Regions from separate parts of the Mus musculus genome. Here all the other regions are linked to region 2. The links are chromatin contacts, called in public Micro-C and promoter capture Hi-C maps. All regions are on one chromosome and are shown on one strand. Each heading gives the region's core, a stretch centred on a gene start, on an enhancer-like site or on the middle of the called end of the contact. The rest is flanking DNA. Distances are from core to core; before and after follow the strand shown. Region 1 holds the start of Dnajc5 (DnaJ heat shock protein family (Hsp40) member C5). Region 2 holds the start of Ythdf1 (YTH N6-methyladenosine RNA binding protein 1). Region 3 holds the start of Mir1a-1hg (Mir1a-1 and Mir133a-2 host gene). Region 4 holds the start of Tpd52l2 (tumor protein D52-like 2). Region 5 holds the start of Uckl1os (uridine-cytidine kinase 1-like 1, opposite strand).

What was found. Promoter capture Hi-C pulls out the DNA fragments that hold promoters and counts their contacts. Hi-C and Micro-C count contacts between places; a contact is called where the count stands out from the background.
Region 1: a Micro-C map of embryonic stem cells shows a contact between it and region 2, with 5 times the contacts expected there. The contact joins the promoter of Dnajc5 here to the promoter of Ythdf1 in region 2. A contact is called at or near these places in 11 of 39 promoter capture datasets (the 3T3-L1 cell line, 3T3-L1-derived adipocytes, the C10 cell line and 7 more), 2 of 484 Hi-C or Micro-C datasets (embryonic stem cells and pre-B cells), 1 of 115 datasets of contacts at active chromatin or transcription factors (embryonic stem cells) and 2 of 9 other capture datasets (embryonic stem cells and liver).
Region 3: a contact with region 2 is called in a Micro-C map of embryonic stem cells, with 5 times the contacts expected there. The contact joins the promoter of Mir1a-1hg here to the promoter of Ythdf1 in region 2. A contact is called at or near these places in 5 of 39 promoter capture datasets (the 3T3-L1 cell line, 3T3-L1-derived adipocytes, the HPC-7 cell line and 2 more) and 1 of 484 Hi-C or Micro-C datasets (embryonic stem cells).
Region 4: a contact with region 2 is called in a Micro-C map of embryonic stem cells, with 4 times the contacts expected there. The contact joins the promoter of Tpd52l2 here to the promoter of Ythdf1 in region 2. A contact is called at or near these places in 2 of 484 Hi-C or Micro-C datasets (double positive thymocytes and embryonic stem cells) and 1 of 9 other capture datasets (embryonic stem cells).
Region 5: a contact with region 2 is called in a promoter capture Hi-C map of pre-B cells, with 5 times the contacts expected there. The contact joins the promoter of Uckl1os here to the promoter of Ythdf1 in region 2. A contact is called at or near these places in 13 of 39 promoter capture datasets (the 3T3-L1 cell line, 3T3-L1-derived adipocytes, the C10 cell line and 8 more), 4 of 484 Hi-C or Micro-C datasets (embryonic stem cells, pre-B cells, regulatory T cells and 1 more), 3 of 115 datasets of contacts at active chromatin or transcription factors (extraembryonic endoderm stem cells, large pre-B cells and pro-B cells) and 2 of 9 other capture datasets (adipose tissue and liver).

What each region holds. Positions count from the first base shown.
Region 1 is chr2:181,518,436-181,522,578 of GRCm38.p6, reverse strand. Dnajc5 (DnaJ heat shock protein family (Hsp40) member C5) reads right to left here and starts at 2,094. Exons shown (of 5, transcript NM_016775.3): 1 at 1,882-2,094.
Region 2 is chr2:180,918,399-180,922,610 of GRCm38.p6, reverse strand. Ythdf1 (YTH N6-methyladenosine RNA binding protein 1) reads left to right here and starts at 1,675. Exons shown (of 5, transcript NM_173761.3): 1 at 1,675-1,927; 2 at 2,275-2,299; 3 at 3,397-3,476. The coding sequence starts at 1,901.
Region 3 is chr2:180,383,588-180,387,730 of GRCm38.p6, reverse strand. Mir1a-1hg (Mir1a-1 and Mir133a-2 host gene) reads right to left here and starts at 2,127. Exons shown (of 4, transcript NR_045331.1): 1 at 1,456-2,127; 2 at 27-197. It overlaps B230312C02Rik (RIKEN cDNA B230312C02 gene), which reads left to right and starts at 1,846. Exons shown (of 7, transcript NR_040745.1): 1 at 1,846-1,958.
Region 4 is chr2:181,495,105-181,499,699 of GRCm38.p6, reverse strand. It overlaps Tpd52l2 (tumor protein D52-like 2), which reads right to left and starts at 2,558. Exons shown (of 9, transcript NM_001373959.1): 1 at 2,368-2,558. The coding sequence starts at 2,386.
Region 5 is chr2:181,575,820-181,580,023 of GRCm38.p6, reverse strand. It overlaps Uckl1os (uridine-cytidine kinase 1-like 1, opposite strand), which reads right to left and starts at 1,544. Exons shown (of 3, transcript NR_027289.1): 1 at 1,396-1,544. The region is part of intron 1 of Uckl1 (uridine-cytidine kinase 1-like 1); the gene reads left to right.

The DNA.
Region 1 (4,143 bases), core at 845-3,344, 600 kb before region 2:
AGACTTCATATCACCTTCACCTCAAGTCCTGAGACAAGTAACCAAAGACAAAATTTCTAAGAGCCTTTTTACTGAACCAGTAGCATATCTTTTAAAAGCTTTTAGCTCTGAAAAATCACAAATCGAAAGTTACAGAGCTGGCTGATAATCGTATCGCACCCCTGTAGGCCCAGTACTTGGAAGGCAGAGGCAGGTGGATCTCTGAGTTCAAGGCCATGGTGCACACTGTCCATAGAGCAAGTATCAGGGCAAGCCAGAGAGAAACCTAGTCTTGAAAAACCAATCCTCCTCCTGCCCCACCCCCCAAAAGTTGTAAAGTGATTTTACAGGAAAGTATAAGCCCTTTCTCTTAACTGACTGCCCCCCTCCCACCCCCAAAGGGCAGGGGAAAGTTGGTGGCTCTGTCCTTGAGGATACAGAAGCCTGGTGATTCTTAAGCGCTCACTACTCACTAATTGGCTTCCTGGTGAAAGGGTAATAGCCTAGCTGCTACTAAACTCATTTCCATTCATTCCGTAAGTATTTACTGGGCACATACTATCTGACTATCCTAAACAAAACAAAACCTTAACTAAAAAACAATGTTAAATATGTTAACACAGTAAACGAAGAGTCAAGTGCTGTATACAATTAAGCAAGGAGGGGAAAAGTAAAGCAGAGAGTCTAACATTCGACAGTAGACTAGTTACAGCAGTACACAGTGGAATAACAGAGGAGTAGAAACGAAGGATATCTCACATAACAGGAACATGAGAGTGGTCATGAAAAAAATGTCAAGGGTTGAGCACTTAAATTGGTTAAGAGACTAGCAAGGAGGCTGCTGGGGCAAAGAGATTGTGCGGCACGGTGCTTAAAGAATCCAAGGGCAGGTACCCTGTTCCCAAACCCGAACGAATTTAGAGGCTCCACTGGCTCCACACTTGCGGTCCACACACACAGGGCCAGCCTAAGTATGAAAATACTGATACAGGTAACAGATTCGTAACACATATTAAGTTAGAAACTGCGGAAAGTCCTGGCTTTTAATGTCACCTAACAGATCACGCTTTCCTTAAAGAAAGCAAATAAATGAACAAAATTATCCTACGATTAGAGTTTTGTCTTTAGGCAACCACGACAATATATGGGACAATATAATTCTTTGTGTTATTAAGTAGCGTTTTGATGTTTAAACAGACAAACCACTAGCAATTGAGACACACTGCCTATAAAGGATGAATGATCAGCTGAGCGTCCAACAAACGGCGACCCAATTTCCCCAAAGTCCAATCTGAAAACAAATTAAAGCTACCTTTTGCATTATTTTTCCGAAGATGCACTTAATGAATTCGGAGAAATCATCTCCTAGACACAAGGAAAAACAAGTCTTTAATCCAGCCATATAACACAAGTTGGAGCCTAAACGAATGAGTCCCTAATTCTCTCCCCAAAGAGCACGACACAAAATCGCCTCTTAAAATGTCGTCCCTAGGTATATAAACTAGGGGTTTTTTTATACATCAAATGCCTTTGAAATTTACAACTATAAGGCAATTTCTGCGTCCCAGAATGTGAACAAGCCTCGGAGCCTTTACTGCCCGCCTCCCTACACACCAGTTTCTGCGTTCCGGGAGCCGCGGAGGCGGCCGCGCGTGCGAACCGGAGTTGGCCCGGAAAGCCTCGTCTCCGCGCCGCCCCGCCGTGCGCAAGGTCGAGCAGGGCCTAGTGGTGCCCAGGGCCGGGCTCGCCGCCGCTGCTGAGGGTCGCCGCCATTTCCGCTGCGGGCAGCTTTCACCTCCTGCTGCGGCGCCCTCGCCCCACTTCCCCTCCCCTTTGCCCGGCTCCGGCAGCTTGAACCCCGCGGCCCCACCTAATTTGAGAGCCACTGGAGAGTGAGCTCACCTGTCGGCACGCCCGCCGGTCCACCGGTTCCGCGGCTCCGCTTTCCGTCCCGGGGCAGTGGTGGGCAGCCGGCCGGCCTACTGCTCGGCCTGAGGATCCCGGGCGGCGACAGCCGTAGCAGCGGCAGAGGACGGCGGAAGCAACACTGGCGGCAGCAAGAACGCGCACGCTCACTCACTGGCACGCGCGCCCCCGGAAAAAGACGTGTGTTCTGGCAGGTCAGAGCTGGCTGCGCAAGCGCCTAGAACCCAACACTGAGGCCCCGCCCATAGTCGGAGCCAATGTGGCAGCGCCGCACGAAAGCTCCGGAGCTCCGGTAGAACTCGGTCCCCGAAAGGTTGCGCCCCAGTTGACGATCACCGGGAAGGGTTAAGGTGGTGGGCGGAGCCTGCAGCTACTAAGCCGGAAGCTACAGCCCGGGAGCAGAGGCAAGGCCTAGGCTTGCGGGTTCGCCTCTGGAAGGCAGGCAAGTGGCACTCCGCGAGTAAAACTGCTCTTCTTCCAGTTGTTTGCTCAGTGCTTCATATAAGCCTCAAAAAATTTATTACTACTTACCAAAAAACTAGAGAGGGAGACCTTCATTTTCGTCTCAAGGTACTGCCTTGGGACTGACATTTTCGTTCATCCCTGGAGACCACCCAGAAAAGACTTTCCTGCCTTTCTTCCCAGTCACTGAAAAATCAACCGCCATTATTTAGCGATCCTTTAGGAATCGTCTGCAATGATATGCGTGGACGGTTAAGGACTTTTCTTCCCACTCTGTCTCATACAATCCTTGTTCACTCTGTTCACTTACTAAGTAATAAACCTAGTGACCCTTGCCTACTTACGCTGTAACAAACAATTTCAAGTGCTGTGCTTTTTTATTCCAGAGCTACCAATCTTCCTGGCCAGTGTTCCTACAGCTTTACTTTCATTCTTGCCTGCCCACCATTTTTTCTTATAATCTTTTTGGATTATAATTACATCATTTTTCCCCTGCCTCTCTCCAAACCTCTCATATTCACACACACACACACACACACACACTCACCCTTTCAAATTCATAGCCTCTTCTTTGTTGTGATATAGCTCCTAAATATATAAATACAGCCTATTCAGTCTGTATGTTAAGTAGGTATATGTTTTCAAGGCTGATCATTTGCTATGGGAAAACCAATTTCTATGTTCTTCCCTAAAACTGATTATTTCTCCAGCTCTCAGAATTCCTTAGTTAGCTAGGATTGAGGCCCTGTGCGCTTTCTCCCTTACACCATGCTTAGCTGATGTTGTCCTTGCTCAGGTCAGTTAGGCAGCCATGTTGGTTATGTTACTTCACGGATGTAGCTTCTCTGACATTTTAAGGAGATAAATCTTAGAGCGAACTGTCTGGTCCTCTGGTTGTTGCAGCTTTTCCTCCCCTTCTTCCACAATGATCTCTGAGCCTTAAGTTCAGGACTTGTGGTGGAGTTCTATCTGTGGGGACTGGGCTCCACCAATCTGCATTCTGATCAGTTTCAATTTCTGTAATGATCTCTATCTGGAGAAGATGTTTTCCTTGATGAAGAGTGAGAACTACACTTAACCTATAGGTGTAGGGATGAGTATTTAGGATGTAATTAGGGACTATGCTGGTTTAGCAACGTGATCCATGACTTCACTAGCCCCAGATAGTCGCCTAGGTTTCCAGGATCAGGCGTGATTTCTCTCTTATTGAGCAGGCATAAAGTCCAATTAAACAGCTGTTGGTTAACCAACAAGATATATGTGCCACTATTGCTGTCTGTCTTCAAGTCAGCTTTCAAAAACAAAGCAGATAATACTTAAGGCCTCCCATAACGCATTAAATAAATTCCAATCTTTTCTAACAGTGTCTTCTCCCTTCATCTTATACCTTTTTGCACGCTGGCTGAATTTGAATTGGCACATGTTCTAGGCCCAGATTGTCAGCAGATAGCTCAAGAAACTTAGTAAGTTGTGCAACATCAAGCAAGTAGCCAAAAACAAACAAACAAACAAACAAAACAAGAAACCCAATAAGCAGAAAGGCCAGGTTATCTATTGACTGAAGAAGGAAAGCTAGCTATAGAGATGCATGCCTGTCATCCTAGCAGAGACAGAAGGTTCTGAATCTAAGGTAAGAGCTATATAATGACATATAGCTATATAATGACCTTTGAGAGTGAGAACATGAGCAAACGATTCCACAGTTGGAAGAGATAATGGAATTGACCTGGAACCAACTGAAGACAGAAGCTATGAAGCTGTGTTGGGAATTTGCAA
Region 2 (4,212 bases), core at 426-2,925:
TCACAAGCTGGTTTCCTGGAAGAAAACTAGACACCCAGAAAGTATGGAAGGGCAGGGTATCCAGAAGGAGGTCTGCTGCAGGGAGGTTGTTCATTCTCAAGAGGGCATTCATAGAGAAGGGGCTGTCTCATTTGAGCATCTGTGTCTGTCAGCATGGATAGGTGTCCTCACGGCTGGCCTTCATAGGGCCAGCTGTTGAGTGAACCAAGCCCAGCACACAGCAAAGGCTTGTTCCAGCCAGGTGTTACTTGAATACAGAGCTTATAGCCTCTGGGCTCCATCCATCAGCTCTTCAACAGAAACTTCAACCCAGCTTCCCTGGAGGACATCTAACATCTACAAAATGGCTGACAGCTGTGCCCTTCAACCCAGTGATCCACCTGCATGTGCCTCGCTCTGGTGTCCTCCTATTGATGATGTGCATCAGAAGCTAGGACATTTACTACAACAAATCCAGGGACCAAACATGCCCCAGAAGGGATGTGTGGATGCATCTGGGGTTTGGTCCCTAGCAATGTTCTTGCAATCACATGATAGGTCACAAATTTGCCTGTTATTCCAGTTCCAGGCTATCAGACACCTTTTCTGACCCTTCACATTCACCAAGTGCACCTATAGTGCACATATATACATGCAAGCAAAACACTCATACAAATAACATTTATTTTAAAGGGGCTGGAGAGATGGCTCAGGGTCAAGGTATAAGAGCATTTACTGCTCTTTTAGAGAATCTAGGTTCAATTCTCAGCATCCACTTTGGGGTCTGAACCATCTATAACTCCAGTTCTGGGGTATCTGACACCCTCCTCTGGCCTCCTTGAGCACCAGGCACACATGCAGTGCATAGACATACATGCAGGCAAAACACTCATACACATAAGATTAAAATTAATAAATCTTTTTAAAATTACATTCAAAAGATTTGTTTTATTTTATGTGTGTGTGTGTGTGCCTGCTTGTCTATATATGCATCACGTGCATTCAATGCCAGAAAAAGAGTTCTGGAACCCCTGAGACTGGAGAATTGTAAGCCATCATGTGGGTGTTGGAACTAGCCCCAGGTCCTTTGTAAGAACAGCAAGTAGTCTTGAGCACTGAGCCATTGCTCTAAACCTCAAATAAAACTTTTTTTAACGACGGGAACAGGGAGGAGGAGTCTGTGTGTGGTAGCAGGTTCACTGAGCAAAGAGCTTGCCTGAAAGTGAATGGCTAAATGGCTAATGGGGTGAGTTCTTTGTTGGAGACTCTTTGACGGATGAACTTTCCCCACGTGGAACCCAAAGGGGGCCGTCTAGCTTTCCTCAAAGTCCTCTTGTTTTTACCCTGGGTGATGGAATCAGGTACAGAATCTAACGCGAATACTGGTTATTCTGGCACACTCCTGTCAGGTTCATATTGTCACGGGGCAGGCTAGGAGGCCAGCCCAGCAGCCACAAAACTCTGGGACAGGTGTAGCTAAACTACAACCTCACACCGTCTCCCCAATAGGCGCCGCCCCAGGAGCCCCACGTGACTCTCGAGTCGCCCCGCCCCATCCGGTCCGGTCCCGCCCCTCCAGCGCGAGACTGAGTCCCAAGCGCGAAATCCTGGGCGAGGAGCGACGGTGCGCAGGCGCAATGGTGGCGACTCGACGGCGCTCCCGGCCTGCCCCGCGCGCTGACGTCGCGTAGCTTCGTCCCAGCCGCCGCGGCCGCCATTGGAGTCGGCGCCCCCTCAGCCTGTCCGCTACCTTCCGCTGCTTCCCGCTGTTCCGGCCCGCGTGCCTACAGCTGCCGCCGCGCCCGGCCGCACCCGCGGAGTTGGCGGCGGGGCACGGGGCCGCGCGCGGCGTGACAGGCCCGGCCTCGTGGGAGGCCCGAGCCGGCGGCGCCCGGGTCCCGCGCCGCGCTGTTCATGAAGCATGTCGGCCACCAGCGTGGACCCCCAGGTAGGGGCGTCTCGGGACCACGGTCACGAGAGCAGGCCGTGGACAGGGCAAGACAGGTTGCGGTCTGGGCCGCGCCGGGGACCTGGAGGCTGAGCTGGGGTTAGGGTGCGGGGTCCGGACTGGGAACAGGGAGGCCGGGTCGAAGATCTGAATACCAGGCCGGGCCACGGTTCTGGGGTCCAATGGCGGGGTCGCTGGGCTTGGCTGTGATCAAAGTGTGGGAGATCTGGAGGCCCGGTCGGGGTCGGGTCGCCCTCCGGGTAGCGTTCTTTTCGGATAGTAACTTTGTGTTTCCTTTCCCGGGCTGGGTGGTGTCCACCCGCATATCCTGGCCTGCGGCGATGCAGAGAACAAAAGGACAAGATAATAAAGGTGAGGAGAGTTCCGGGAAGTTGTCCGGACTTGAGAGGAGAACGGGGCAGCGCCAGTCCGTGTGGACAGAGAAAGTCCACCAAGCCAGCCTGGGATCTGAAACTTAGTTTCCTCCCGTAAGCTTGGAGGAGATGAAAGTTTCTATTTCCGGGGTACTTGACAGATTGGAGGGGAACTAGAAAAATAAAGGCGTACCCGGAGTAGTTCAGATAATATTTTGCAATTTCCCCCTTGACCCTGCCAGAACAGTTACCTGGTGGGGAAAGAAATGGTGATCAGACGGCCTCGCAGAGGTCTGAGTGACTGACTGGTCCTCTGTTGCTAGGTAGTGGATGGCTCTGGAGGAGAGTCAGCCAGCTAGCTGTGGATCCGGAGGCCCTGCCCTCCATCCTTAGCTATAGTCATTGTAAGTTTATTGTTATCTCCTGTGATATTCTGGCTTGTAATAAACTTCCAAAACTCTTATGAGAACTCCAGAGTGACACTAAATCCTGGGAAGACTGTTTTTAACCAGTGCATGTTGTTGTTACTTGGGTGTAACCAAATATGGCTCATCGTGTTTTAAGATTGGAAAAGGCCCAACACTTTATTTACCATTCCTTTCCTTTCCTTTCCTGGCTGTGCACTGTAACAGTGGAAAGTAAGTGGAGAATCAGATGATAGTAAGCTTAGGTTACAGCCCTTTCCAGCTGAGCATCCTGCCCTCAGATCTCTGCATAACTAGGCTCTTAAAGCATGTGTCCGCTATTTGCCTGGAGTAGAGTATTGGATTGGAATAGGGAAACCCTGGGTTCGGTCCCACCTTGGGGCGGGGGGTGGGGAGGGAAATCACAAAACTGGCTCCAAGTCTGGTTGCAACAAAATGACATCTGACCGAATTATGATTATATTTTTACTTTTAAAAAAAAAGGAATTTAAGAAAAGTTGTGCAATGCCATTTAACTAGTCATGTAAACATCAGCTCTCTATAGAGTGTGCCCATTTTGAAAGATCATATCTGCTAAAAACTGATGAAAATAGACTTTACTAAGGTTTTCATGCTTAAAAGTAAATTTTTTTAAAGCTTGAAGGTAATATTTTGCAACTTTTTGTTCTAGTACAAAATGGTTCTTTGCATCAGAAGGATGCAGTTCATGACAATGACTTTGAGCCCTACCTTTCTGGACAGTCCAATCCGGTGAGTTTATCTTATTAGCATATTTTTTTAAAAATAATTTGCTTGTAACACATTTACTATAATATTTCTACTTTTCTATCCCAAACATCAAAGAGACAGTCTCGAAAGTATTAGAAATGATAGAACGGTCTTGAGATTTGCTTTGTGCAGGTCTTCCTGTTGGGCCTGTGCTTGTGTGTTAAAGATAGTTTTCTCTCTGTAGAACAGCATCCCATGGAGATTGGGTACAGGCAGACTTTTAGCATTTGTGGGCTGGGGATGGAGCGCTTTTTTTTTTTTTTTTTTTAATGGTGTATAGGACTGTATGGTTCCCTGAAGCTTTGTGCCATCTTTGTTTTGTCTCTGGAGGGTTAGAGGAGCTAGGAGAGTAGGTAAGTTCTGGACAGTGCAGCAGACTCCTACCTGCATCAGGAGACTTGCCGTCCTTGAATCTTAGTTTCTTTTTGTATGAATCAAAGAATCCTGCTTGCAGGACTGTTGGGGAGATTGGCATTGGAGAGGGTATGTGTAAAGCACAGAATTAGTACCTTATGGTCAGCATTTCTTACCTTTGGAACTGTAGAGCCCCTTCTGTTTTCATGTATATGTATGTGCATAGGTCTGTGTGTCCAGGGAGGTGTGCGAGTGGGGTGGGGATGTCAGGAATGATCCTCTGTCACCTTCTGCTTTATTCAGTGATGCAGGGTCTCTTGGACCCAGAGCTTGCCAGTGTGGCTAAGTCTCAATTATTTTGGGA
Region 3 (4,143 bases), core at 878-3,377, 540 kb after region 2:
AGAGACTCACATGCCTGGGGACTCACCATCACCCAAGGTGAGCCTGCAGGTAAAGTGCTGGAACCCTGGAACAGGTGTCCCTGCAGGCGGCTACCTACAGAAAGAGCTGGAGACACCCACTGCAGGAGAGGTGGTGCAGGCACAGAGGGTCTGGCTGGGCTTGGACCTGGTGTGGGGCTGCAGGGCAGTCCCAGCTCCTGAAAGAACATTCAGTTCTTCCGTGTCAGCAGGACAATGTCTGTCTCTGGCATGACCTGACCAGCCCTGTCCCTGTGTGGAAACACCCCAGAGAGCATCCAGACTCTCCCATTCCTGGGAGGGCCCTGTCTCTGCAGAGCCTGCAGCATGTAGAGGTCCCCTGGTTGTGGCAGCTGTAGCTAGGCAGGGTGGAAAGAGGATTAGGATACTGAGAGAAGCTTGTGCAGCAGGAATGAGCGAGGGACAGAAACTGTGCCCATTTCCCATGTGGTTGCTGTTAAAATTTCATTTCCACATAGCCAAGGATAAAAAGGGCAGCCAGTCCATCAGCCTCAGCTTCCAGCTTCTGGAGGTACCCCTGGTGTGACTGAGCTCCCACTTAGGCTCCCTGAGAACTCTAAGAACAAATGCCTCTCTGCCCTCTGTCCCAACTCCCAGGTGTTCATGATAGCGTCTGTATGTCAAACAGAAAGTTGGGGGGACCTGAAGAGCAGAGATTGATTCAGTCTGAGCCCACATCTTCAGGAGCTGCTCATTCAGGAATGAATGAGAGTCACTTCTCAAAAAGTTTCCCACCTTGACAGGAAAGTGGTGTCAGTCACCTCCAAGTAGACCCCTCTGGCATCTGGGGTGGGGCCTTATCCTGAGCCCCCCCCCCCCTCACACACACACACTATGAACACTAGTTCAGCCCTAGCCCCAGCCCCAGCTCCAGCCCCTGGATGCCTGACACAGCACACTTCTGATCCTGGCAGGGCTGGGAGAGCTTCAGAAATCCAGAGTCCCAGCCCATGGACGGCCTTGTCAGCGCTCCTCAGAAATCCCCCACCCGCAAGCACTCAAAGGCTTTGTGGCAAGTTCCAAGGTAAGTTTAGCCACAATCTCTGGTGTTGCCCTCAACTGGTTAATCTATTTCCTCAGCTCCCGTGCCAACCCCCTAGAACAGCGGACGCCATCCACCCTGCCCTCCACCAAGCATCCAGGGGCGCTGCTTTCTTGCAAAAAGCCGTATGTCAAAGTTCTGCATCCCGGTTGGACGCGCCCTCCCAACCCTCCCAGCCCTGCTGGCTGCTGGCTCTGCAGTTTTCCAAATGTAGATGATGCTGGGAGAAACTCCAGGCGCCCCCTTGAAGCCACGCGGCACCAGCACCCACAGCACCCACCTCACCGGAGGGCACACCCCCACCACTGCCGATAAGTTTTCAGGGGCTTTCCTAGCTGGTGGGCAGCTGAAGCAGCCAGCTGAGAGGGACTCACCAGGGAGCCCTGGGCGCCCCTCGGGCTGGGCTGGTGACCGCGGCAGCCGTGGCGGCGGGCGCAGGGTCGCGGCTCCCCGGGAGATGCTGCAGCAGCGGCAGCAGCGGTAGCCACCTCCTCCCGGAGCCAATCGCAAATGCAGGGGTGGGGGCGGGCCGGAGCTCCCATTGCGTCCGCACTTGGTGGGGAGGGGGGGGCAGAGAGAGAGAGAGAAAGAAGACACCCCGACTCCGCACCCCTGCCCTTCCCCCAGCCCTCCTGCAGCAGCGCAGACTTAGCAGCAGGGAAATCTTGAGAGAGAAGGAGGAAGGGGGGGAGAGAAAGGGGAGGGGAGGGTAAGAGAGAGAGAGAGAGAGAGAGAGAGAGAGAGAGAGAGAGAGAGAGAGAGAGAGAGAGAGAGAGAGAGAGCGCTGATGCAGAGTTAAGGAGACAGAGCCCAGCTGCACACCTTGCCCGGCCGAAGCTGCAGGAAGCTCCTGCACCCTCAGCCCTGTCGGTACCAGGTAGAGGTCAGAGCAGAACAAAAGGGAAAAAGAGAAAGGCCCCGCGGGTATGCACGCTCACACACGCACGCAGCCCCACAGACCAAGATTCATGCATGCAGGGGGAGGGGAGGGCAGAGACGGGATGGCCTGACCCAACGCTGGTGGGGCAAGGGGCCCTTGGATCAGGAGCGACCTCACCTTGGTAGTTCTTATATACCCCGCCAAACATCCCAAACACGCGGCCCGGCCAAGTGGCCCCCCTCGGGCTGTGCGCCCTGACCATATTTAGTCAAGCAGGGGAAAAAATAGCATGTCAGCTGGGCCGAGGCTGGCCAGGCAGCAGGGAACAGGGTGGGAGCCCCGGCACCATTGACAGCGGTCCTGGGTTGCCCCGTCCCCCTCCCAGCCCCTCCCTTACGAGCCTGCTACCGGCTGTCCCTGTCCGAATCCCCCTGCTATTTTTAGCAAGGCCCAGTACAGAGGTGCCTCCTACCCAGTGGGCACTGGCCTCTCTCTGAGGCGACACCAACTCATTCCTGAGTGCCCTGGGGAGACTGGAGTTACTCCAGGGAACAGGGCCCAGGGAGGGAGATGGGTGGCTCCCTGGCCTTAGTCCCCTAAAGGCCCATGTGGGCCAGGGCCTCAGTGTCTCCAGAGTGATACCTTTTTGCTCAGAAGTGGGGTTGGGTCAGGTGGCAACAGAGCCACTGGTTTTCCTGGGGATCCTAAGCCAACCCCAGGTCATGAGAATTGCAGGTCACCTTGGGCAACAGAGAAGGCCAACTCAGTTGTCCTGTCTCCTCCAGAACCTTGGCATCAAGGGTGTGTGGCTTGGAGACCCCCATATCCACAAGTACACTTGGCGATGGCTCCATTTTGTTCCCACCTGGGTTGTATAAGAAACACGGCTTGGGAACATGGCCCCACTGGGCTGGGATTCCTGAGTCCAGCAGCCTGGGATTGGCCAACTATCCCCTTTGAGCAAAGTGACATTGAGCGAGTCTCTACCACCCTGCTACTGTCAAGTACAGGCCATTGAGACGACTCTGGGACTATGGGTGGAAGCTTCAAGCTCCTCAGAAGGCATGAGTGTCCCTGTGCAGTGCATGGGCATCCAAAGACTTGCTGCTGTTTTAGAATCCACTAGAAAACCTCCTTCCTCCTGTACTCAGAGAAGTGTCCTCTCTGTACTGGCTAATCTGTCCTCACAGGAGCAAGGAGAAGCTCAGCTGGGGCTACCATGCTACCCTAGGTCCCCTGGATATTGTGATTATGTGTGGTTAGGCATGGAAGCACAAGCTCATAACCCCAACATTCAGGTGGTGGAGTTGGGGAGTATGAAGCAAGCCTGGGCTACGGTGAATATCAAGCCATCAGGAGCTACATAGCAAGGACAGGGCATGGTGGAGCTGGAGGTTTTAGCTAGAATCGTGGGGTGTTCAACTTGAGATTGGATGAGTCTTGCAATCACTATGGGTCAGCTCAGACAAACATACAGAGACATTTTCCCACTGGTGTGTGGGGTTCATACAGAGACTTACCTATATCTGGGGACTCTTTAGTTACCCACAATGAAGCAAAGCCAACCAAGATCCTCTGCTCCACCCAGTGAGTTCTCAGGGACAGGAGTTTCATGCATTTTATACCTCAGCAGGGGCCAGCCACAAAGCCTGGACAAGCCAGTCCTGTCCTCCACCCAGGAGCAGGAGTTAGAGCACCCTTGTCATGGGTTCTAACCAATAGTTCTCCCCACAAGCCCACTGGCATTGGGGCTTAGCAAGTGAATTCCTTAAAGCCAGCTTGTCCTTGTACCCACAAACACAAAGCTCTCAAGAGTGGTGTGTGCCTCTTATTTCTTCCCCCAGGAAACAGGACAGAGGAGACACTTCTCCCATCCAACTGTTTATCTTCACTCCCACCCTGAGCAGTCCATGCCAATGATGCCACTGCAAAATGCAAGCAGCTCCTTCAACAGTGAGATCTTACTAAGCCTGGGCAACTGCTCCCCTAGGCACATGTCTGAGAGGCCCCTGCAGTGGCATCTGTGGTATAAACAGCACAACCCAGATGCTACCCACTAGTGACCAGGGAACCATGCACGGCACATTGACAGGATGGAATATTATCTGGTGATAAAATCTAAAGCACTGCTACATGCCATGACTCTTGAAACTATGATGTGGAGTCAACACCAGGGGCCACA
Region 4 (4,595 bases), core at 1,309-3,808, 580 kb before region 2:
TTCTTGGGCACATGAGATGCAAACCCAATATCACCTTGTGCTGCTAGAGTACAAGAAACACTAGCTAAGGCAGCCAAACCTTAGGATCTGTTTCACTTGTGAAAATACTACCTTTTACGGTAAGGAAACCCTGCTTTAAAAAAAGTAGTTCAGGGGGCTGGAGAGATGGCTTAGCAGAGGCCATGGAAGAATGCTGCTTTTACTGGGTTCCCTAGCCTGCTTTCTGATACCATCAGAACTACTTACACAGGGGTGACAGGGAGCTGGGTCCTCCCACATCAATCAATCAAGAAAAGGCCTACAGGCCATTCCTATGGAGGATTTTCCAATCCTTATTTTATCAGTTATGATTCCTTCTCCCAAAGGGCAGTGATGGCGCACACTTTTAATCCAGCACCTGGAAGGCAGAGGCAGGTGGATCTCTGTAAGTTCCAGGCTAGCCTGGTCTACAGAGCTAGTTCCAGGACAACAAAGGATATACAAAGAAACCCTATCTGGAAAAACAAAAAATTAATTTCAATTTTTTTTCCTACATAACTCTAATTTGTGTCAAGTTGACATAAAAACTAACCAGTACTCAGAATAACCAAATTTTATGTGAACCTGGCTGGAAAATAAGCTATCTTTAATACTTGGTGATGATGCCAGTGGCTTCAAATTCATCCTCTCCCTCGTTCTCCTTTCCTTTTTTTTGTGATGCCAGGCTAGAACACAACCTCATACATAATTGGGAAAGACCTTTCCCAACACTGCTGTGTAATAGTTTCCTCTGAGATTGAAACATTCCATCCAGCAGGGAAACCTTTACGCAGAAAGGTAAACAACTCAAAATAGCTTCAGGAAATCCCCAAAACTAACTAGAATCACGTTGTCCCTCCCAGTCAGAGTCAACAATAAAAGCTGAGAGTCCCTCACAGCTTGAAACTGAGCTGCAAAGATGACTCAGAAGAGAAAGGTTTCAAAGCCGAGTTTTGAGACCAGAGCAGCTGCCCAGAAGAAGCAGATACCAGGCCAATTGCTTGGAAGAGGTAAACCTCTTTATAACTGAGGCTCCTCGAAAGGACACTTTCCAACCTGTTGAGCTGCCTGCAGGCTGTGTATTGTGTTCAAGGTTCTCAGCTTTGTGAACTATCACCCAGGTTGGGGTGGAATTTGCTGTTGCGACCATCTTTGGGTCATTTCTGCTCCTGTAAGTAACCCCTTGCCCATATCCCTGTAAATAACCCTAATAATGCACATTACTTCACTAAAGTAGACTTTGGTGGTATCTGTACCTTTGGTCTGTTCTGAGTTCCCTAGCTGGGATGAGTAGATAGATGTGTGATGCATCTTCCAGGAAAGGTTTTTTTTTTTGGGGGGGGGGTTGTTTTTGTTTTTCGAGACAGGGTTTCTCTGTATAGTCTTGGCTGTCCTGGAACTCACTTTGTAGACCAGGCTGGTCTCCAACTCAAAAATCTGCCTGTCTCTGCCTCCCAAGTGCTGGGATTAAAGGCGTGTGCCACCACACCTGGCTTCCCAGGAAACATTTTGTCACACAACAATGACTGAGTCACATCCTTAGCAGTGTCATTCCAGGGACCAGAATCTACTACTTAAAGATGAAAATAAAACAGTAGATAGCCTTCTGAATTTGCAAATTCCCTTCACAGTAGAAAAAAAAATCCAGAATGTATAAAAACCCAAAATTCTAATGCTTAGGTAATGTGTTAGTGCAAGCCAAACAGTAGAAAGGTTTTTTTTTAATTTAGCCAGTGTAGTTAAGTAAGCATCCCCAGTGTACCACCTTCTCAAGATTTTAATCTCCTGAGCCTGAACCACACTTCTCCGTAGCAACTCCTTACTGGCCTCAGGTGTCTGTTTTGGCAACAGATCTGGTGTTCTGGGTGTGCCCCTGACTCACTCAACCCTTCTCCCTTGAGAATCTCTAAGTAGGCTACAGTGGCGTTACCACCCAAGAGGCGCTGCTCCAAACACAAGGATAGTTGCACCGCCCCTTCCCCGTAGGGAGCCGCCCACAACGTCTCCGCAGGAGCCTAGCACCAGATGTGGTATCCCCTACGGCCCAACGAAAGATAAAGAGCTGCAGAGCCAGCGAGAGGACAGAGGGTGAAGCGCATTAAGGAGAAATGTCTGGAGTTATGAAACTCTAGGAACTGAGAGGGAGCCGAGGAACGCCGCTTCGCAGTGCTCCGAAGGGAGGCCGAGGCGCCAGGGCACACACAGCAAGACCATCGGGAGCCTTGAGGTCAAGGGCCTCTTGGCCGAAGAGAAACAGCGGATTGGTTTGGCAGAGGCTGAGGGGGGGCCGAGTCGCGACTCGGAGGGCGGGAATGCGGCACAGCCCCTGCCCATCCACGGTGCGGGTACCTTGGCTAGCAGAGTCCATGTTCAGGCGGCAGCTGGGTGTAGCTGGCGTCGGTGCTGGGATCGCAGGTCCTACAGGAGCCCAGCCCCGAGGACTGCAAGCTGGCAGCTTCGTACACACGAGCCAGTGGAACTGTAGGGCCGCAGTCGCTTACGTAATCAGCGACGCGCCGCCTTCCTTCCGCTCGGGTTCGTACTCCGCCTTCTTCCCGCCCTCGGTGAAGTAGTGTCCAATAAGAACGTCTTCTGGCCCCACCTAAGACAAATCTTTCAATTTGATAGGTCAGACTGCAGCGAAGCAGGAAGCAATGCTTCTAGTCTGGTTCCACAGTAAGATTCTAGGGTGAAAAAGGGCAGAACAGCTGAAGCTCGAGGCATGGGTGGTTCGGATTGTGTTGCAGTTCGCCGACTTCCCACCTTTAACCTCGGCTGCCCACAAGACTTCTGACTTTGCACCTCGACAGGTCAAACTCAGGCCTATGTACTCCCCAGTCCCCTGTCAACCTCTCCCCACCCCCTGTAAATTCTTTTGGTTTTTGAGTCAGGTTGCTTGCAGCAAAGGACGACCTTGAATTTACTGTGATCTTCCTGCGTCCACCTACCTAGAGCTAGAATTACAGGAGCAAACCATCACAGCTGATTTATACCGTATTGGGGATCGAGAATTCAGAGCTTAATGCATACTGGGCAAACATTGTACCAATTAACTTGCTTTTGCAACCTCTTTATGGAGACTTTTTATTGTCTAGGGAGTGCACTAAAAGTGTAGAGAGCGCGATTCGTCTTCTTGCCCTGCAGGTGCCGCTGTCTCCAGCTGGATTCCCACACTAGTAGGCCAGCTGTTTGGGGGCTGCTGGGCGGCTTGTATTCTGGTACTGGAAGAGTTCACACAGCACTGAACACCTCAGGGACCTGTTGGACCCTCCAAATAACTGAAGCCCAGCCCAGTGTAAGCACTCCGGTATTTTCTCACTTTCTTTTCACAGCATCAGGTGAGCCAGCACTGGCGCCCCCTCCCAGTTTACAGATGAGCAAACTGAGGCTAAAGTAAATTTCCAAAGATCACTCCAGAGCTTTGAGGTTCTTTTTTTTTTTTTTGATTTATTTATTTATTATATGTAAGTACACTGTAGCTGTCTTCAGACACGCCAGAAGAGGGCGTCAGATCTCGTGATCAGATGGTTGTGAGCCACCATGTGGTTGCTGGGATTTGAACTCCTGACCTTCGGAAGAGCAGTCGGGTGCTCTTACCCACTGAGCCATCTCACCAGCCCCGAGCTTTGAGGTTCTTATGGTTTTAGTGTGTCAACACTGACAGGAGAACAAGAGTGCCCCCCCGCCCCATTCCAAATGAGGAAGTCGTGACCATTGGGCAACTCTCTGCTAAAAGCAAGCCTTCCAATTTCTTTTGGCCCTTAATATTTTTCAGAAGAAAAAAAATCCTTAAAACAATATTCCCCCTCTTTCAGAATTGTCCCACCTACAAGATTGAATTTTCAGGGCTGGTTAGATGGCTCAGTAGTTAAGAGCATTGACCACTCTTCCTGAGTCCAATTCCCAGCAATCACTTGGTGGCTTACAACCATCTGTAATGGGATCTGATGCCCTCTTTTGGAGTGTCTGAAGACAGCTACAGTGTACTCATATACATAAAAAAGGTTGAATTTCCCTCTCCAGCTAGGCCCCAGTGAGTACTAGTTCCTAGATGCTTCCCACTACCTGTTCCTTCTCTGGCTCTTCTCCCTGCACGTGTCTTCTTGCACAGGACTAGGTGCTTCATTGAATGTGACAGTATCCTGTTCAAGGCTGTCCACTAATATATCTTCTCCATTTACCATTTTGCTTAACCCAGCCTGGTCAGCCCCTGCCCACAGGGCTGGAAACCACAAGAGCATTAGTCCCTTCTTCATGTAGTGAGTGACCACAGTACAGACAGTGGAAAGCTGAACATCTGACATTCATTTTGCATTCTTGAGCCATGAACAAGACCCAGACCTAGCTTAGGTCTGGCCCAAGATGACACCCAGTAACAAGTGGGTAACATTAACATCTGGTAACGATTCAGGATCTCTAGGACTCACGCCACTCTGTGCCCTGTTAATATAGGTCTGCAGTCCCTCTGTAAATCTCCCCTCCATAGAATACAGAAATGAGAAGGGGGTACCGCACAGCAGCATCTGCTGAGACCTGCTAGCAATGAGACCCTGTAGTGCCAGGAGTCTCCTTTCACT
Region 5 (4,204 bases), core at 295-2,794, 660 kb before region 2:
AGTAACAAATCTGGAATTAAGTAAAGCCTTCCCTTTCTAAGACCAGCACGATGTTAGCTTCCCACAGACCTGTGGCCTTTTTGCTACCCACTGATCCTGACCTGCTGGGGTACCCAAGGAACATGTCAGGATCCTCTGTTGTGCTTAGCCAGCCAAACTTAGAGAACTGATTCCCTAGGACTCCTTAACTCTGCACCCCTGCCCAGAACAATATTAGCCTCCCAGAGCAATCCTAGGGCATATCCAGCCAACCATATCTAAGGGTAGAGTCAGAGGGACAGACAAACTATAAACACATACATGCACATGCAAACAGAGATTGGCTCTTCCTGCTCCTGGTGTCTGGGGATGTAGACATACCCACAAGTTACCTAGGTAGTGAGAAGAGCTGCCTCCGAGGCGGCTCCCAGAGTGGCTCCTTTTCAGATGCATGAAGTCCACTTGGAAGCTTCCTTCTCTGAGCCCTGCCAGACTTAGTGCTGTAGGCCAGCCAGGTAGGATGAGGTTGCAATGAGGCCAGCCCACCCCTTGACGAGAACCCCAAAGCCAGCAAAACCTCTCTGATTAGATCTTAAGTCAATAAAGGGATTTCAGCTGAGGCTGGGACCGGATCTTCCCTTTCCATGCTGTGGGCAGGGAGGTTGCTGTGTCCCCTGCTGACTGATGAGGCCAAGGTGGCCATCGGGCTTACTGGAGCCTGTGTGAGGTGGGGTGGAACAGTTATTCTTGGATGTGCTAGGGTAGAATTTCAGATTTGTTTATCCTTGTAGGAGGCACCTTGGGGCCAGGGGAGGGGCACCCAGCTCAGCACTGACATTCAGATCGCCTGGCCTGGTGGGGCCTCAGATTTCCTTGTCGTGCTGTGTATGCATTGGGAGGCAGAACTGTGTTTCTTCCAGAAAATTTGGGGAGAGGTACTAGTGGTTCCCAGCAAGTCCAGGTCAATGTGCAAGCAGCTAACACTGAAGTACACTCACAGCAACTGGCCTGGGGATTGTGCAGGCCAGAGTCAGTACTATTAATATCTGGGCATAGCCCTGACTGGGTGATCCTCTTATGTGTGTGTGTGGCCTTAGCCTCTGAGACTAGCATTGAGTGTGTTTCCTTAGTGCAGTAGGGCTCCCAGGGCCTCCTAGCTGCTGTGCCCTACTCCCTGTATATAGCAACCTACTTCTGCAAGTAGGGGTCCAACCCCCCTAGCTCTTCAGCTGGGCTGCCCATAGGAGTGGTTCCACCCATGGAAGACCAGTTCAGGTGGCTAGAACTCCCAAGCTGTCTTTAGAGACAACTGTAATTCTAAGAGGTAGTGATACTCTAACTGATAGAACCTATACCACACATACCTGGGTCATCCCACTGTCCAGGGACATCCACCTCTGAGCCCTCTGTGCTTACCTGCATCTTTGGCTATGAGCAGTCCCCCAGCTTACCCTGGCATCAGGATCTCAGGGTGCTGGACTCTTGGAGCAGAAAGCAGGTGAGTTGCCGCAGAGTCCCTGCTGATGAAAACCCCACTTCCCAATGGAACTGACCACATTTGACTTGTGTGTGATGTGTGTCCATGGATATCTGAAAACAAACAAGCTGCCAGGTGCTCCTGGGAGCTCTTTCGGCTGCAGATGTGGCTGGCGCTGGCTTGGGGCTGTGGGTTCTGATAGCATCTTGTGTTCACTGTGGCTCTTTAATACTGTTCGTACAGCTGAAGTTGGCATTGTGGCCAGAAGCCCCTTTGTCTGTAGATAAGAAATGAAGTATTTTGTGCAACTTTCCCATCAAGGGGCACCTTTTGTGAGAAATGGGTGCTGCCTTATCTCTGGCTGTAGGAGATAGCTGTTAACTTTGGGGAGGGCAGGGGAGTTGGGCTTGGTACAGACACAGCCTGATAGCCCAGTCAGGGTGAAGCAGATTTCTGGCAAAGTCCTCCCTGATCTATTTGCAACTGGGCACTCTTCCCATCAGCAGCGCACGCTTTGGGAGGAATCTTCACGGAGGTGGAAAAGAGTCACTGATAGGGAAGTAAAATTCTCCCAGAGAAGCTGCTACTGTGAGAATCAGGGGGATCGGAAAACAGCCCCTGCCTGTCGGGTCATCTGTCCAGTTTCTGTCGGAGTGTGTCTTAGCTTTGTGTGCACTTGTTTTTACCATTGGTGGCTAGGAGCTTTATCAGGTTGCTCTGCCCTCTTCCAAGTCAGATGTTCTACATTGGAGTAGTTTCCCCCCAAAAGCATTCCCTGGGGAAAGGAAGAAGAGGCTCAGTGGGAAGACAGATGTCCTGAATTTGTTTTTGTTGTTGTTTTGCTTTTGTTTGTTTGATTGTTTTTTGTTTACCGTGGCCTCCTAGAACTACCCTGTGTATTGTGGTCATGCTGCCTCTAGGGACCAAGGCAAGACCCAATCTGAAACCCTGGGAAGTCTCTGGTTCTCCCTCTAATGGGGGCGGGGGGAGTGTGTGTCTAGCTTTTGCCTGATGGAAAGGGTAGCCCAGTGGATAAGCTTCACAGATCCATTTGTTTACTGTAGACAGATTAGTATACCCAGGTGAGCAACCATCTACCCTCTACCCAGGGATCTGGGGACCTTTCTGTGTGTGTTTGACTGAGCCATTCAGGCAAGCTTGAGTTGAGGTGCAGGTAACATCCCTCAGGCAGCCTATCATTTCTTGACCTGTGTCCCTCACATGCTATCTGTTCTTCAGACCCCGACTGGCAGACTCAGATCTCAGCACTCAGCTTATTTATGCCTAGCTCATGCTCTCAGCTCCTGCACTTGTCTCCAGAGCAGTGGCAGTGAGGCTGAACTTAATAGAGTGACTAATTATTCCCTATGCTCACGCTCTGAGCTCTGGTAAAGATGGATGATGTAGAAACAAGCAGGCTTATTGTCTCTGTCCCCAAGGGTGAATTCTGTGTGTTTTCTTGGTTAGATACAGATGGGTTCTTTTCATGATACCCACTTGTGTTGTCATACATTACATCCTTCAGAGCTGCCGGTATGACCATTCACATGTTAGGTGGTCTTTCCAATGCCTGCCCCTACTCATGGGCACATACCCACACTCTTCCTGCTAATAGGAAGGGTTATCCAGCTGAGACCATCATTGTTCCCAAACTGGGCCATCCCAGAGGCAGAAAGTTTGTCTTGAGCCATATCCTGATACATCAGCCCTGGAAACTACGATATGGAGAGCTATGAGGCAGCAGCAAGAACATGGCAAGAAACAGAGCTTCCAGATAAGACCAAAGCCCAGCTTCCATTTTGATAAGAGAGCCTATACTTGTAAAATATCCAAATGTGACAGAAGTTCCTGTCCCAAATTGTAGTCTCCAGGGAAATTCTGATTCTTATACTGGCATGTTTGCTTTCAGGTTTTCTGAATACATTCCTTTCTCACAGACACTGGCGTGAATGGGCAGCTGGGTGAGCATCTTTTGGGGTTAACTGGAGATCAGACCCTAGATTTGTTTTCTAAGCTATGTCCCCAGTCCCTAAGTGAGCATCCTTCATCTACTGGCTTTTATGTAAACTAAACCATATTTCAGTATAGTGTACTTTTCTCACCCAAGAGTGCCCTGGGGATACTTGTTCCCGACCAGTCTACCTCATTCACCTCAGGCTAACCTTTTATTCCATACAGTGTTTTGTTTGTTTGTTTGTGATACTGTAGACTATACCAGCCACTGTAGGAGGCATCCCACACAGAGCTAGTCTGGCATGTCCACCTGCCATTTCTATAGGCACCCCCTCCTACCCACTAAACACTGTCCTATTCAGTCAGTGGCTACAGTTCAATTTAGTCCTACACAGGTGAGCCGTAGCTTGCTAGGACACTGACCTGAGAGCTTCTTGAGAAGTTTGAAAGCTGAGACTAGGATGATGTGATCTGCCCAGGCTTCTTTTCAGGCAGTTTTCTTTCAGAAATTGCCTCTGTTAAACATATGTCTCGTTCTCTTAGCACTTTTGCATCAGGGTGTACCTCAGACAAACAGCAGGTAATAGGAAGATGACACAGAGCATTGAACTTCAGTAGAAGTTGCTCATTCTCAGATTTGAAGACTATGGCCAGAAATGGCACCCCTTTAGGGATACAGACCCACTGAAATGTCAGCATGGTTCTGAGTGCCCACTAGCATGAGTGGTAGGCTGTAAGTGTGCACAGGTACAGATCTGATTTTACCTTCTTGGGTTAAATTTCCCTCTTACACCC